Linked DNA regions of Hordeum vulgare: region 2 is linked to region 1. Evidence: chromatin contacts called from public Hi-C data. All regions are on one chromosome and are shown on one strand. Each heading gives the region's core, a stretch centred on a gene start, on an enhancer-like site or on the middle of the called end of the contact. The rest is flanking DNA. Distances are from core to core; before and after follow the strand shown. Region 1 holds the start of LOC123452753 (protein WVD2-like 1). Region 2 holds the start of LOC123452757 (wall-associated receptor kinase 5-like).

What was found. A called contact is a pair of places that touch in the nucleus more often than the background predicts.
Region 2: a contact with region 1 is called in a Hi-C map of leaf, with 2.3 times the contacts expected there. The contact joins the promoter of LOC123452757 here to the promoter of LOC123452753 in region 1. A contact is called at or near these places in 3 of 6 Hi-C or Micro-C datasets (leaf and seedling) and 1 of 1 datasets of contacts at active chromatin or transcription factors (embryo).

What each region holds. Positions count from the first base shown.
Region 1 is chr5H:549,445,616-549,453,129 of MorexV3_pseudomolecules_assembly, forward strand. It overlaps LOC123452753 (protein WVD2-like 1), which reads right to left and starts at 3,645. Exons shown (of 7, transcript XM_045129462.1): 1 at 3,341-3,645; 2 at 1,619-2,045; 3 at 913-998; 4 at 507-600; 5 at 324-395. The coding sequence starts at 3,426. LOC123452754 (a long non-coding RNA gene) reads right to left here and starts at 3,334. Exons shown (of 2, transcript XR_006632653.1): 1 at 3,044-3,334; 2 at 2,594-2,953.
Region 2 is chr5H:549,608,299-549,615,812 of MorexV3_pseudomolecules_assembly, forward strand. It overlaps LOC123452757 (wall-associated receptor kinase 5-like), which reads right to left and starts at 3,185. Exons shown (of 4, transcript XM_045129464.1): 1 at 1,313-3,185; 2 at 746-1,213; 3 at 63-212. The coding sequence starts at 2,207. LOC123452758 (putative wall-associated receptor kinase-like 16) reads right to left here. Exons shown (of 5, transcript XM_045129467.1): 4 at 5,167-5,316; 5 at 3,608-5,093. The coding sequence ends at 3,838.

The DNA of each region.
Region 1 (7,514 bases), core at 2,395-4,894:
AGATTGCTCAGTTAATTATGGAAAACTGGGCGAAAGCCGTTACAACCGTTGAGCGGCACACATAAAAAAGCCCACGCACAAAACTACATTTTCATCGTAGGGATCATAGTTCTATAACAATTCCAATACTTTTTATATAAACGTATGCAATGAAGCATCTAATCGGCCAGTAATGCTGAAAATTCCTTTTGTTTAAGTATAGTACAGAACAAAAAATAGCCCTTGTAAATCAAGACATTTTTCTTTTACCAGGGGAACTTAACAGAGCACAAATAACTCAAATGCTCCATGATACAAAACAAAAGTATGTTCTTAGTTCTTACCTTTTTCCTTGTTTCAGCCTCATTCTTCTCAGCCTCCAAAGCTTTGTGCTTCTCTTCTAATTTCGTGTAGAACTGAAGAATTAGTAATACTGTGAGTCTACCAGATTAAAAAAGAAGGGCTAATAGCTGTTAATGGTTATGATCATCTTGTCTTGGCACAATGCAATCAGATTGCACACACACCTCTTTCCTCTTGTCAGCACGGTCGTCACATACAAATGTAGGAGCAAAGGCAACAGTTGTCTTAGTTCTGCCAGCTCGTGCCGAAGCTGTGGTTCTTTGTGCAGCTCAGGAAAGGACATAATCAATTGTTTCAAACTGCTACGAGGAGAGAAACACCACGTTGCAATGTTTTCAGTTCACAGAGCAATTCAACTGAGAAGATACAGCTTGTGGGTTCATGGTACAAGTTGGAAAATCTTCCAGAAAACGTAAGAAACAAATTGGCAGAACAATGTAATTTTCCAGTCATCTCAGGCTTGAGCTTTGGTATGGAAAATTGAAAGAACATCTTCCAAAATATAAAATTACAGGTACATAATGATAGAGCGGTGTAGAGTGTAGTAAACTATAAATTAGAAAAGGATACGAAGAAGTCACTGAACAGGAGTCGTCATCTTGAGGTTGAAATGTATGGCCAGGTTGCGACATCTTCTTGGGTGTCACCAGAGTACTCTGCAGTAATACCGAGATTAGTTCTGTCAATAGAACAAACTCTCTACAAAAAGCTTACAGGATGACATTTTCAGCCAAATAGACACATCAGTCAGGAACAAAGAAAAGACACATGTCATCGATTAACATGTAGTATGAAACATATTCAGGTTCATATTTTTTTTAAGATGTTCCACAACAAAAGAAAGACAAATAAACTTCAACATACAAAGGAGCTCTTCAATCAGAAGATATTACACTCTTCCAAGCATCACCAGATCATATGATCTGGGGTAGGGTATGTTCGGATTGTGACCAAAGTGTACAATACAAAAAAAAAATATGTCCAAAATATTGGTCTTTGTTTCGATGAGGAGCAACTTTTTGGCAACTATAGTTCATTTTTCTAGCCAATGATGGCCAATCCATGGGCGAGCAAAACCTCAACCGATAAGTTGGCTAGCCAAATTTGCTTATATATGGTCTAGTTAGTTAACGTTCCATAGCAATGAAGCATGCATGGAAGTTAGGGCCACAAATCAAATTAAAAACTGTGGTCTAATAAAATCAAGAGTAGAGGCACATGATATTAGGAGCATCATGATACAGTGCAACAGAGCATAAATAAATCGCCTACATACCTTCTTTATCATGCTTGCTGGAGAGGCACTGCTTCCTTGCCCAGATTTTTCTCCGTTACTGGATGGATGAGCCACACCGCCATTTCCTCCACCAGAAGCCCTTCTTTGAGTTGAAAGTGCAAATGGTTGAGGAACAGTGCGCTTAGACCTCTCTGATCCAGACATACTAGGCTTTGTTGGTGACTTAGGCAGAGCAGACATTTCTTGATCGATCAACTTCAGTGAATCTTGGTTTACAAGCTTGTCTTCCCCTGTTTCCCCGTCTATGGCCGGTTCTACACAAGTTACTTGGCCCTCTGGAGAACTATCATGATCACTGCCACTAACAACTTCCTCGCAACCACGAGTGTTCTCATCTGGTGGGCATATAACAACACCATCTGATTCTTCGTCCGTGGAGATTTCCGCAGCCTCTTTCACCATTGGACTGCAGAAAATAAAGAATATAAGTACAGCTCTGCAGCTGGAGCTTTCTAGGAATTGTAATGAGACGGAATAAATGGATAAACATTGGGGGCTCCAACTACCTTCTATAAATAAAAAAGTGCAACCTCATAAACTATTCGGTGCAAATATCGTGCAAGCAACTTCAGCACATATAGAAATACTCTAATATTCTCCAATAATGAACTAAGAGTCAGGTGCATTTAGTGCATTCAGGCAAATGATAGGCTCCTGACCTGAGCATTATGATAGCCAATCCTCCATAAAGACTCGTAATGCCGACATATATATGTGACAACTGACAATGAAGTATAAACATAAGAGCACTTCTGTAAATTTGGACACATCCTATGTATGTAACTACATGAAGATACTCAATGCCACTTCTCATAACTCTTCAAATTGAACATCTGAATCGAATTGCTCTAGAAAAAAATGCATGCCAGCTTATGTCTTAATGCTTAATAAAAAAGGAAAATATTTTTGATAACATAAATGTGTGGCCATGCATCTAATCAGAAACAAGATACATATCCGCACGGAAATTCCAGCTGATGCCCAAGAAGTGTTGACAAAGATCACCAGATCTCAACTGCGTATCGACCAGCCACACAATATGTAAAAAAAGGATCCTAAAAAGTCAAACTTGCACGATCCTCACAGCCAAGGCCACCTAAGACACTATCTGAAAATCTCCACATGGAAAAGCTGGTGACTAAAAAAAGTTGCAATTAAAAATTCGTGTAAGATGTGCCAAGATGTACAAGTACAACTAAAATTTGCCGGTGGAAGTTGAGGAGCGCACATCCACCAGAAATTCCTCATGCACCCTAGAATGATTCAAGCTTGCTAGAACAAGATGGAATATCCATCTCGCCCAGACTTATTCCTCTGGATAGAAGGGGAAAAAAAGGAAACAATAAGTTCTCTTAGCTCAAAAAAGATGAGCTGGGCTCCTAAAAAAAACCTGAGTTTGGCAACCTAGGTTCAGTGTAAGACATTTGAGGGCTACGTTGAATCTGTCTCCTCCAATACGAAACCCTAGGTCGCCCAATCTAGAGTTCCGGGCCAAGAAAATGAATCCCCTAATAGAAACACCAAAAGCACGCATGAATCGTGCACGGCTCAAACGGATCTGGCGGCACGCCGAAGGACGAGCTCGCCAGCTCCGACATTGCTGAGGAACCACGCCCGTATATGACCCCATCCTGAAAACAAAAAAAAAATGCAGCAAACAGAATGCAGACGGTACTAGTAGTACTGTAATACTGCCCTTACATGGTCTCCGCCCCTTTGCTGGTGAGATCCCACCGGCGCCGGGCCGCCGCCGACGCGTCGCCGCCCCCCTCGCCGCTCGCCGCCATGGCCGCAGGGGTGGCCGGAACGAGCTCGGCCCGCCCCGCTCCGCTGCTGCTGCTGCTGCCGCGCGGCTCCCCGACCGACCTCGCGGCCTCGCCTGGCCCCGCCGCCGTGGAGCGGCTCCACCAACCTCGCTAGCTAGCTCGCGGCGCTGCCGAGAGGGAGGGAGTGTGCGCTTGTGTGTGGGATCGAGTGTGTGCGCCTGGCTGTGTGGGTCGAGTGTGTCCGCGAGGGGGGGTGGGTGCGGTGGGTGCTTTGCTTCGAGCTCGGTGCGCGGGGCGGGGGGGCGGTGCTGTGGGGTTGTGGCCTTGTGGGGCGGAGCTCACGTGTAAGTGGAGGTGACTTGGCTTGGACTTTGGACCTTTCCGTGGATGGCCGTGCAGTGCTGGCTGCCTGGCTGGCGATGGTGTCGCAGGGATCATCCGGCTCACGCCAACTGTATTGTACAGCTGTGCAGATACATGAACGTTGAGTTGTGTGTGAAGGGGATGGGGGGTGAAGGCTTAGAGCATCTCCAGCCGTTCGGCTCACGAAAAGCGTGAAATAGCGCCCTCTGCGATTCGTCGGCGAAAAAATGGGTGTCCCAACTAATTTATTTTTTTAAACTCGGACCAAAATCGACTTGATTTCGAACGAAATTCATAGTTTTTATTAAAGTTTGTACAAAAATGGAATAAAAACATAATTAAACTACATCACCGCCTCCCGCCGTTGTCGCCCGACGCCGCCGCCTTCTACATGCCGAGAAGCTTGTAGAAGTTGGTGTAGTCACCGTCGCCGTCGTCATCCTGCGCTCCGTCGCCGTTCTTGTTACACCCATATCCTGGGTCGTCGTGGCGAACGGGGTTGGAAGGCCCCGACGCCTCCTCGCTGCTGTCATCGAGGATGACGACGCCACCCTCCTCGCGGGCGCGGCGCCGGGCGGCGATCTCCTCAAGGGCACGACGTTGGCGCTCCATCTCCTCCCGAACGTAGTCGTCCCGCGCCCATTTGAGGGCGGTCTCGTCATCGACGACCATGGACAGGTGCTCCTGCTTGACGGGGAGGAGTCCTGGCTCCGTCTTCGGCTTGACGAGGCGGGAGGAGGCGCCGGGCTCATTGATGACGATGCAGCCGCTGCGCGTGCGCCACCCCAACGGCGTCTCCTGCGTCTCCGGCTTGACGAGGAGGAACGTCGGCGACCCGGAGAAGCGGGAGCAGGAGCTGGACGAGGAGGACGACGTTGTCTCCATCCGCCTCGGCGTCCAGGAGCTACCGCGGCAGCGGGAGAAGGCGGGTGGCGGTTGGTACTCGTACCTCAGCGAGTTGCTGCCCCTCGGAGTTGTGGCAACCGTGGGGTTCGACCTCGTTGGTGGCGGCGAGCTTGTCGGCGTGACGGCGTTCGAAGCACACCGTCCATAGTGTGTTGCTATCGGGGGTGTACCTCGGCAGGTTGCACGAGCTCTCCCGCAGCGACGATCGGATGTGCGCGATCTCCGCCCGCCGGTCAGCTCCAGTGGACGACGGTGGCACTGGGACTCCGTCGACGCTCAGCCTCCATGAACCCCGCACCCGCATGTCCGGCCGCACCGGGTAGTCCGACTCATAGAGAAAGCGGGCCTCATCCTCGTGGAGATGACGGCGGGCGAAGCCATTGGCTACCGCTCCGTCACCGGGGAAACGTCCGGCCATCTTTTGGGGAAAGAAAGGGAGAGGAGGCGTCGGTGGCAAAGAAGGAGAAGAGAGGGCATCGACGAGAGATGTGTGTGGCCACCAGCAGGGAGAGGGCACCTTTATATAGCCGCGAGCGGGCAGGAAAAGCGGAGCAGCGCCGTGTGAACGTGTGGCAGGAAACGACGCGACATGTGTCGTCGGGACGCGCCTCGCCGTGCCTTCCCTGCGCAGCCCGTGAATCAATGGAAGGATGACCGACGGTGCAACCTTCGCATTGATACCCGTTGGAAATGAGACGATGAGGACGACGACCGCGTGCGCCAGTCGCTGACTCGGGGGGCCAAGAGATTTTTTTTTGCGCCAAAAATGTTTCTGACGGCGCCCCGGGGCGACCCTGAGCGCACTGGGTTCGACATGGAACCGTCGGGCCAATTTTGGCCCTAGCCGGCAAAACGGGCTCCCGGGGGCGCGACTGGGCCGTTTTTTCCTCGTCCGTAAAAAGGCGGAGGGGTGTGTTGGGGACGCGGTTGAAGATGCTCTTAGAACATCTACAACCGGCTACCCCATATCTATTCAAATGTTCGGATGGTCTTCCTGGATAGAAAAAATGCACCAAATCCGAGTGAGTTAATTCGCCCCAAGCGTCCAGGTTGAACTGCAACCCTCATACGCGGCACATATATTGGACGGATATTACAACATCCGAACGAGTCTGTCATGTAAGACTGACTGCAAAGGCCCACACCAAATCACTTGAAGGCATTCTCTCATTGTCCAACCTGACGTGTTCCCTTTCTCTTACCTCGTCCACAGAGTCACGAGTGTAGCTTCGTCGCAATCGTTGCTCGACGCACTGTGTTGTCAAGGATGTGGAGAGGATATTCAGAGTGCTACAAACACGTTGGATTGTTGTTCGTAGAGTTGCAATAATGTGGGAAGTGGACACACTTTGACACCTCGTGACATGTTGTGTAATCTTGCACAACATGATTATCGAGGATGAAAGTTAAGAGGCAGCCCGCACACATGACTTTGAGAAGTCCGGTATTCAGGTCTGCCTCACGGAACAAGAAGCGACGGAACATATTACCAACTTTTTTGAGATGCATCGACAACTTCAAGATCAATAGAGGCATATTCAACTTTTCAATGGTCTTGTGAAGCATATGTGGATCCATGCTCTGAACTAAATGTTTTTTATGTTTTAGTTATGCACTATGAATAATTTTTATTTCTAGACTATGTTGGATTATGTATTTTATGTACAATTTTTTTGTATTTGTGTGTGATAATCGACGTACAAGTATTTGTATGAATTTGATGTTTAAGTAGGGGTTGTGGTTGCAAATGTGGTCATTTGAGGGTCGGGCCGACGCTCCTCCTCGTCATGTCCGACCACGTTCGCGGATGTATAGGAGCCCAGATTTACCAACTGCGGATGTAGATGCTCTTAACGCATCTATAGTCGAACGGGACATGGCCATCAAACGTTCGCGGACGCACCCTATCAATGTTCTAGCGTATCTATTTTAAGAATATATTTGTCCGCATACGTAGCCATGCTCTTCATTTAGGGCATCTCCAAAGAGAACCTCAAACCCTATATGTCTGGACCACAGTGTTCGGACCACTTTTGTCATCCAATGAAGACTTCTTTATATGTCCGTTTAACAATCTGGACATACGAATTTCGGTATGCAAGAGACAAACATGGGAGAGCTTTGCTATAGTCCAGACATGCACTTAATCAATCACATGCATGGTTCCCTTCTTCTCTCTTTCCTCCCAACCGCACATGCATGATCTCATCTCATCTCTTTCCTCTCAACCGGACACTAAACCACAAATATCACACCACGTGCATGGTTCTAACCTACTTTTTCTCCCCCAACCAAATACTTTGGGTGTGTTTGGCAGCCATAGCAGCCGGCCCTGGCTAGCTAAAGGTCGGCTCACATGAGGCTAGTTGAGTAAATACAGTCGCTAAACCAACATCTTGTTCAGCACAAACATGGACTTGAACAGATGCCACTTCATATTGTTCCCCCTACCATCCTTCTTGGTCTTTAGTGTAGTGGCAACAGAAGGTGACAGTTGGCTCAAAGATAGACGCACTAGGTGACACCTCAAACACGTCTGGATCAAAAGGCATGTTCTGATCGAGGAGGGGTTGCGAGTCCTTGACAAAGGAGGCCGTGAACTGGCTGTCCTCTGGCGTGACTACGATATCGCGTCTACATGGTCATGTCCTACAATTGTATCACACATAGATAGTAAGCATAACACAAATAATACCACAACATCTAGCTATCTCAACATGAGAACTATCTACTATAGCATGCTACAAATCCATATTGTCCATCCATACAATTCATCCATAATGTTCATCGCTGTCATACTACTCTAGCTACACATATCTAGAACAAATAGCTACCACAAC
Region 2 (7,514 bases), core at 1,935-4,434, 160 kb after region 1:
CTTTTAAATTCTATCTTGTCTATCATAATTCATAAATAAATGTAACAGCAATGTAGTCATACCTACAAGTAGAGTCTGTTGTTTTATCCTACTACACTGCATTTTTAATGGATCATACTCCGTCTTGCGAGGACAATCAATACAATTGAAGCTTCCTTCGGTATTACGGCAGATCTCCTTACATTTGTTTGGTTGAAGGCATTCATTAATATCTGAAATTAACAAAAGTCTTTATAAGATGCTTTGGAAAAATACATACTCCCTCTGATTCACAATAAGTAGTTTAGGACATCATCAAGGTCTTCATAGTAACATTTTGACTATATTTTAAAGAAAATATGTTGTTTCAAACAAAAATAATTATATACTAAAAATATATTTCATCACTAATCTCTTAATATCAATTTAGTATTTGTCCATGTTAGTAATTTCTATATTGATGGTCAAACCTAAAATATTTGAATGGACAAATTTCTAAAACTGCTTATATTATGTATCAGAGAGCGTAACACACAGTATGTTGTTCCATTAACATGAAATAATCATCAGCTAATTAAATGAAACCTACATGGATGATAAATAAACTAGAAGTAGGGAAAAATTCAGTGTCTAATTACAGAAGTAGTAACATACAGTTATTTTACATGCAACTTTCTTTTACAGAGTTGAAACATATCCAGTACTACTACATTTTCCCATTTTAGGGACTGTATCATCGGTAATCCTAGAGAAAATAAGAGAGTACCTCGACAACCACTTTGGATGTACGGATTTCCTTGGAAGCCATCTGAGCATTTGCAGCGGTAACCAGCATAGACCCTTTCATCACTTACTTCTACACAGTTGCTGTTGATACTCACACAAGCATATCCAGACCTATTCTTTTGGGCCTCTGTGCAACTTAAATTAGCAGCAACCCATTTGATAGAGAGAAATAACAAATTTGCAGAAAAAAGACTGTTTCGCCCTGAAGCAGACGTAGGGTACGCCAACTGTTGGTCAGCAATGGTGGCATTAATGGTCCCTTCGTCAACATTTATGTCGATTACCTCCAAATCTTCCAGCAGAGAAACAGCCGATGACGTTGTATTTGTACAGTTGACGTGAAACTCTTCCCTGGCAAAGCAACCCTCTTCAAAGCCGAATGGGAATTGCACATTAATGCTACCACACTGACGAGTGCAGTCAGCCCTGCTTGGGGTTGGATTGTATCCTAAATTGATCGGTAAAAGGTTAGCATGTATCATCAGTGCCCAAAAAATGACTAACAGCAGCTGTCCGTTTGGTCGCTTGATTAGGAAAAATATGTTACCTTTGTCGCCGTTGGAGCAGCCATGTGAAATGTACGGGTTGCCTGTATAGCCCTCATTGCAGAAGCACAAATAGCCATTTCCCGAGGGCATGAAAAATGGTGCATCGTAGCTGTAGCCACACCCGGCATGCTCGCTCACACAAGCAACACAGGCGGATTGATTCCCCATGTCCCATGAGAGCACAAAGCCATCAGTAGTTATGCTGATTTTATCCCACAATTGAGAGGACTGGTTAGAGCGTGCACTGGTGTTTTTTGGGTTCTGACCGTAGACAAGTTTGAACTGATAAGTGTGGGTCCTGGCATAGCTGTCCACATCTACACGACAACATCCAAATCCATTACAGTTATGCATAGCCATCATCTCTGTGATTTCTGGATCCGGGCACACAGTTGCACAGATTGGCTGGATGTCATTCTCTTCAACAGAGTACACCACCAGGTCACAGCCGGTGATATTTAGAGCAATTGAATAAAAATGGAAGGACCTCCCAAGAGGTTTCAAAGACAAGTTGTAGATACTGACACCATATGTAATGGGGATGGTTTGGGAGAAGGAGGCCAAGATCCTGTTTGAACTCCAATAAGGATCGCCAAAGTCGATCACCTCGGTGATGCCGTCGCGCAAGAAGAGTTTGGGGGGCTGAGTGGTGCCGTTACAAATGAGGTCGAAGTCAGGCTCAAGGGAGCACCTGGATCCGATGCCGAAGGGATAGCCAAAGCTCACACTGCCGCAGCTTGTTGGGCAGCCATCAATCGTGCCACCAGTTCGAGATGGTTGCGCCCTGTTCCCCTCAGAGCCCTGTTGGCTTGTCATAACTCCAGATGGCAGAGCTGTTAGCTTTCCCAGTGACCCGAGTACCAACACAGAGAACACCATCGGCAAGATGCCCATGATTCTACACTACACCTTGCACTAGAGAAATTCAGGTCAGGCAGCACTACCTTCTCTTCTGGGTACCGCTTTCATGACTGCCTTCCTACTGCATATATATCTATGATTACAAATACTTACAGTTGACCCAAGGAAGACTGGAAAAGGAATCAAATGGGCGTGGATGCGGTCTGTATTTGATGCCATGTGAAAGGAGATGGCCATGCATTACCATGACCTAGTAAATGGCCCTGTGGCTGTGGATGACCATGACCTGGGTGGGGCAGTGGTGTATTTGATGCGATGCTAAGGAGATGACCACAACTTTGACTATGGTGTATTTGATGTGATGCAGAAGGAGAAGAGCATGATCGTGACCTCGTAGACAAGAACTAAGCAAATGTGGATGACCATGACCTGGATGGGGCAGTGCTGTATTTGATGCGATGTTAAGGAGATGACCATGACTTTGACTATGGTGTATTTGATGCGATGCAGAAGGAGAAGAGCATGATTGTGACCTCAGTAGACAAGACCTAAGCAAATCGGTCAATACCTTCTGTTTGCAGACAATTCAAGCCCACCAAAGGGGCCAGTCTATGTCTGCTCCTAATATACCACTTTACACATTTCGCTTGTGGATTTTCTGGATTCCCAAAGGTGTGCACTACACAAGAAATGCATTACCAACAACCAAAGTTCATGCCAAACATAGAAATAAAAAAAGGAGCACGCAAAATTGCAGCATGAAAATGGCGAATCACACGAGAAGCTCACCGCAGTGGGGCATCAGGAGAATGTGGAGGTGGAACATTCTGCTCATCGATAGTGGATGCTGGCTAGCAATCTTCAGTCACCACATGGTGGAGACGAACCTAACTGATACTAGGGGAGTGTTCGGAAACACTCCGGCTCCTGACTCCGCGGTGGAGCGGAACGATCCGTAATGTAATTTTTTCGGAGCGGACGTTCTGCCGCTCCTCCGACGGAGCGGAGTTGCTGGAGCAGTCCATCCCCGAACAGGCACTAGGTGACAGTAACTGAATCCACCACCACCAACACTAGCTGGTGCTCGCATAAGCTGCAACCAAGAAAACAGAGTAAAAATTCTGAACACTGGAGATAAACTACAGAGAAAGAATCAAGTAACGCAATAACAGGAAAATGATCAGCTGTACATTCAAAAAATAACTCGCGCTTTTACCATGGCGCCTGGAAATCATGGTATTGTATACAAATAAAAGCACAGTAATGTATAAATCATCACAAGTGGCAGCGACAAAAATCAAAATGGCCAAACAAAACAGGCTGTATAATAAACTTTAAGTTAAGCCTATTACTAATAATTACTAAATGCAAGAACCCAGTGTATGTGGGAGCTGGGAGTGTGCTCACATTCATGATCTGAATAAAACAACATATCATAGCAATGGAGTGCTCAAAATAATTGCTAATATAATCCAGAATATGCCTTATCAGCATTTCATCAATACAATGCATATGCCAGCCATTCACTCCATGTCTCTACAATCATGATGCCTGGACACAAATTGACTTATGGGTACCAATCTCTGTAGTTTTAGTCTGAAACACAAACCAGTTAACAAAATGGAAACATAATCATCATCCATTATTGACTTGACGGACTCATCTAGCGTGGTAGACTAGCAGACGCCATGAACTCACACTCTAAGCTATAGCATTGTCGGCTGTCTCTTGACTGTAAGTTATCTCTCTCATCCAGTTCTGTTGTCAAAGATTGGCGAGCAGCTATAACTCCTCTTTGAGGTAGTGACTCCGGTAGCATTCGCTCTTCATTTCTCGGATCTGCTTGACATGACTTCACCCGTTTTGTTCGTAGAGTCTGCAGTTCTGTCTCCACTTGTTTCATTGTGGGTCTTTCTTCGCCATATAGCCTTAAGCACGCCTCTGCAAGACAGGCGACACTGTTCACCTCTTCGTCGGTTGCCTCCTCGAGGACCTGAGAGTTAACAATACTTGTGATTCTTCCATCCTTGAATTCCTGGATAAAATAGTTTGACAAGCTCTTGACCATGCCCGATTCACTTGTAAAAACAGGCTTCATTCTGAGAAGCAACTCCACTAGTACCACACCAAAACTGTACACGTCGCTCTTCTCGTTTAACTGTCCGGTATGGAAATACTCTGGATCTAAGTAGCCAAATGTACCCTGTACATTCGTGACAATGTGTGTTTGATCAATCGGAACCAATCTAGAGGTGCCAAAATCTGAAACTTTAGCTGTGTAGTTCACATCCAAGAGTATATTCGAGGATTTCACATCACGATGGAAGATTGATATTGCAGCTGAAGAGTGGAGATAAGATAGAGCTCCTGCTGTTTCCAGGGCAATCCTTAAGTAATCACTCCAAGACAAAGAAAAACCATCACTTGAATCAGCATGAAGAACTTCAGACAGTGAGCCACTGGACACATAGTCATACACGAGCAGTGGAACCTCAGTTTCGAGACAACATCCAAAGAGCTTTACAATATTTCTGTGATTTATCTGAGAGAGAACTGCAACCTCATTGATGAATTGACTGATCTCACACTCCTCAATGACCTTAGATTTTTTTATTGCAACGACACGCTGATCAGATAATATGCCTTTGTAAACCATGCCATGGCCCCCACAGCCGACGATACGCGTAGGATCAAAGTTGTTGGTTGCCTTCTCTAGCTCTTCTAAAGAGAAAATCTTTGTATTCTCATTTGCAGTTTCATCAGATGGTATCAACGTTTCTAGGAGAAGACCTTGGTTCTTCCGGAAGTAGTTCTTCCTTAGTTGCTTTTGAACATTTATTTTCCATCTACGAGTAAGAAACACTATACTGAAGCTCAGAAGAAGAATCATGGAACCACAGGACATCCCAATAATTATACCTGCAAGCATTAAGCTCTTTTAAATTTCTGCTCTGTTTTGTCTATCATAAATATAACAAGAATATAGTCTTACCTAAGAGTAGAGGCTGTTGTTTTATCTTGGTACACTGCATTTTTATTGGATCATACTCAGTCTTGAGAGGACATTCAGTACAACTGAAGCTTCCTTTGGTATTATGGCAGATCCCTTTACAGCTGTTTGGTTGAAGGCATTCGTTAATATCTGAAATTAACAAACTCTTGATAAGATACATTGACAGTGTTAGACCTTTCAGCCTGAGCATTGATAGTTGTGGATGACACTACGAGAGTTGGGACAATTTTCGTTGGTTTATTTCTCACACAATGCCATGCCAACCTGAGGGGTTGGGGATACATATTTATAGGCTGCTAGCCAGCCAAGCATATGCTAAGATGCTAGCCTAAGATGCTATCCTAACTGCCAGTCCTTGATGGTCAAGGATTCTATCCTAACAGCCACAAGGACCATGTGCTGCAGCCCCACAAAGGACTATGTGCTGCAGCCCCACAAAGACCATAGTACATAGACTTATCCATCATTCTCCCCCTAAGTCTTGTACGTCGTCTTGTGGGAGAGTCGAATCATCCCAATCCTGGAGCAGAGTTCGAGGAACTTGATCCTCCCAAGAGGCTTGGTGAGCAGGTTTGCGAGTTGGTCTGTGGTGTTGATGTAGCTCGCCTCGATGCTCCCTTCTTCCAAACAGCTGCGGATGAAGTGATACCTCAGTCGGATGTGCTTGCTCCGTTCGTGGAAAACGGGGTTCTTTGCCAGGGCCAGGGCGGACTTGCTGTCCACCAGGAGCTGCACCGTTCTGGTGTCTCGGACGAGGAGATCACCAAGCAGTCGAGCGAGCCAGAGTGCCAGAGTGCAGGCGGTGGAGGCCGCTATGTACTCGGCCTCACAGCTGGACAGGGCCACCACCTGCTGCTTGACCGATTGCCAGCTCACGAGACACTTGCCGAGGAAGTAGAGGATCCCGCTCGTGCTCTTGCTGGTGTCGATGTCGCCGGCGTGGTCGCTGTCGCTGTACAAGACGAAGTGTGCCGCCCCCGGACACCTAGGGTAGTGGAAGCCGTGGTCGAGTGTCCCTGCCACGTAGCGGACGATCCTCTTCACTGCCTGCTGGTGCTCCGACGTCGGTCGCTCCATGAACCGACTAACATAGCCCACGGAGAATGCCAAGTCCGGCCCTGTGTGGGCGAGGTAGCGAAGGCTCCCCACAAGGCGTCGGTACTGCGTAGCATCCACTTCCTCCGTCGTGCTGTCGCGGCTCAGTTTCAGCCTCTCCTCCATCGGAGTGAGAGCTGGGTGGCAGTCGGTGAGCCCAGCTAGCTCAACGATGCGCTTGGCATAGGCGGACTGTCGAAGCGCGATCCCGGAGTGATCCTGGTGCACCTCGATCCCTAGATAGAAGGAGAGGAGCCCCAGATCACTCATCTGGAAGGTGGCCTTCATGTCTTCCTTGAACGCCGCCACCTCTGCATCTTTGATGCCGGTGATCACCAAGTCGTCAACATAGACGCCCACCAGCAGGGCATTTCCTCCACTGCCCCGTCGGTAGACGGCCGCCTCATGCGGGCTTTGCTCGAAGCCCATCTTCTTTAGCGTGGAGTCCAGCTTGGCGTTCCACGCCCTAGGTGCCTGCCGTAGGCCGTAGAGAGCCTTACGCAGGCGGAGTACCTTGCCCTCCTGGCCGGGGATCGCAAATCCCGGTGGCTGATGCACATAGACTTCCTCCTTCAAGTCGCCGTTGAGGAATGCCGACTTGACATCCATGTGATGGAGACGCCAGCCCTCCTGGGCAGCTAGTGCAAGGAGAAGTCGCACGGACTCCATCCGTGCCACGGGAGCGAAAGCGTCGTCGAAGTCGACTCCTTCCTGCTGCAAGAAGCCTCGGGCCACCAAGCGAGCCTTGTGCTTGATGATGGCGACGGCTCCATCCCTCTTCAGCTTGAACACCCACTTAAGGGTGATTGCGCGGTGACCACGAGGGAGGTCAGCGAGCTCCCAGGTGCGGTTCTGCTCGACCGCATCCATCTCCAACTGCATCGCGGCGCGCCATGCCGCGTCTCTCTCGGCCTCTGCAAATGACCGAGGTTCGCCGTCCTCACACGCGAGTTGTAGCTGCGCCTCCAGGTCGCGTGGCACCAGTCCCGGCACCGGCTGGTCGCCGAGTAGATTATCCATCGTACGATACCGCAGCGGTTCGCCGCTATGATACGCGTCATTGCGCTCCTCGTCGTGAGTGAGCGGGGAAGCGAACTTCATCGGGTTGTGCTCTGCGTGAGCTGGTGCTGATGAAGACGAGCCCGGAGTGGTGACTGTCGGGGCTGGAGTATGCGGCGTCGCCGGTTGTGGTGCCGTCGGCGTAGCAGGCACCGGAGTCGATTTAGTTTTGG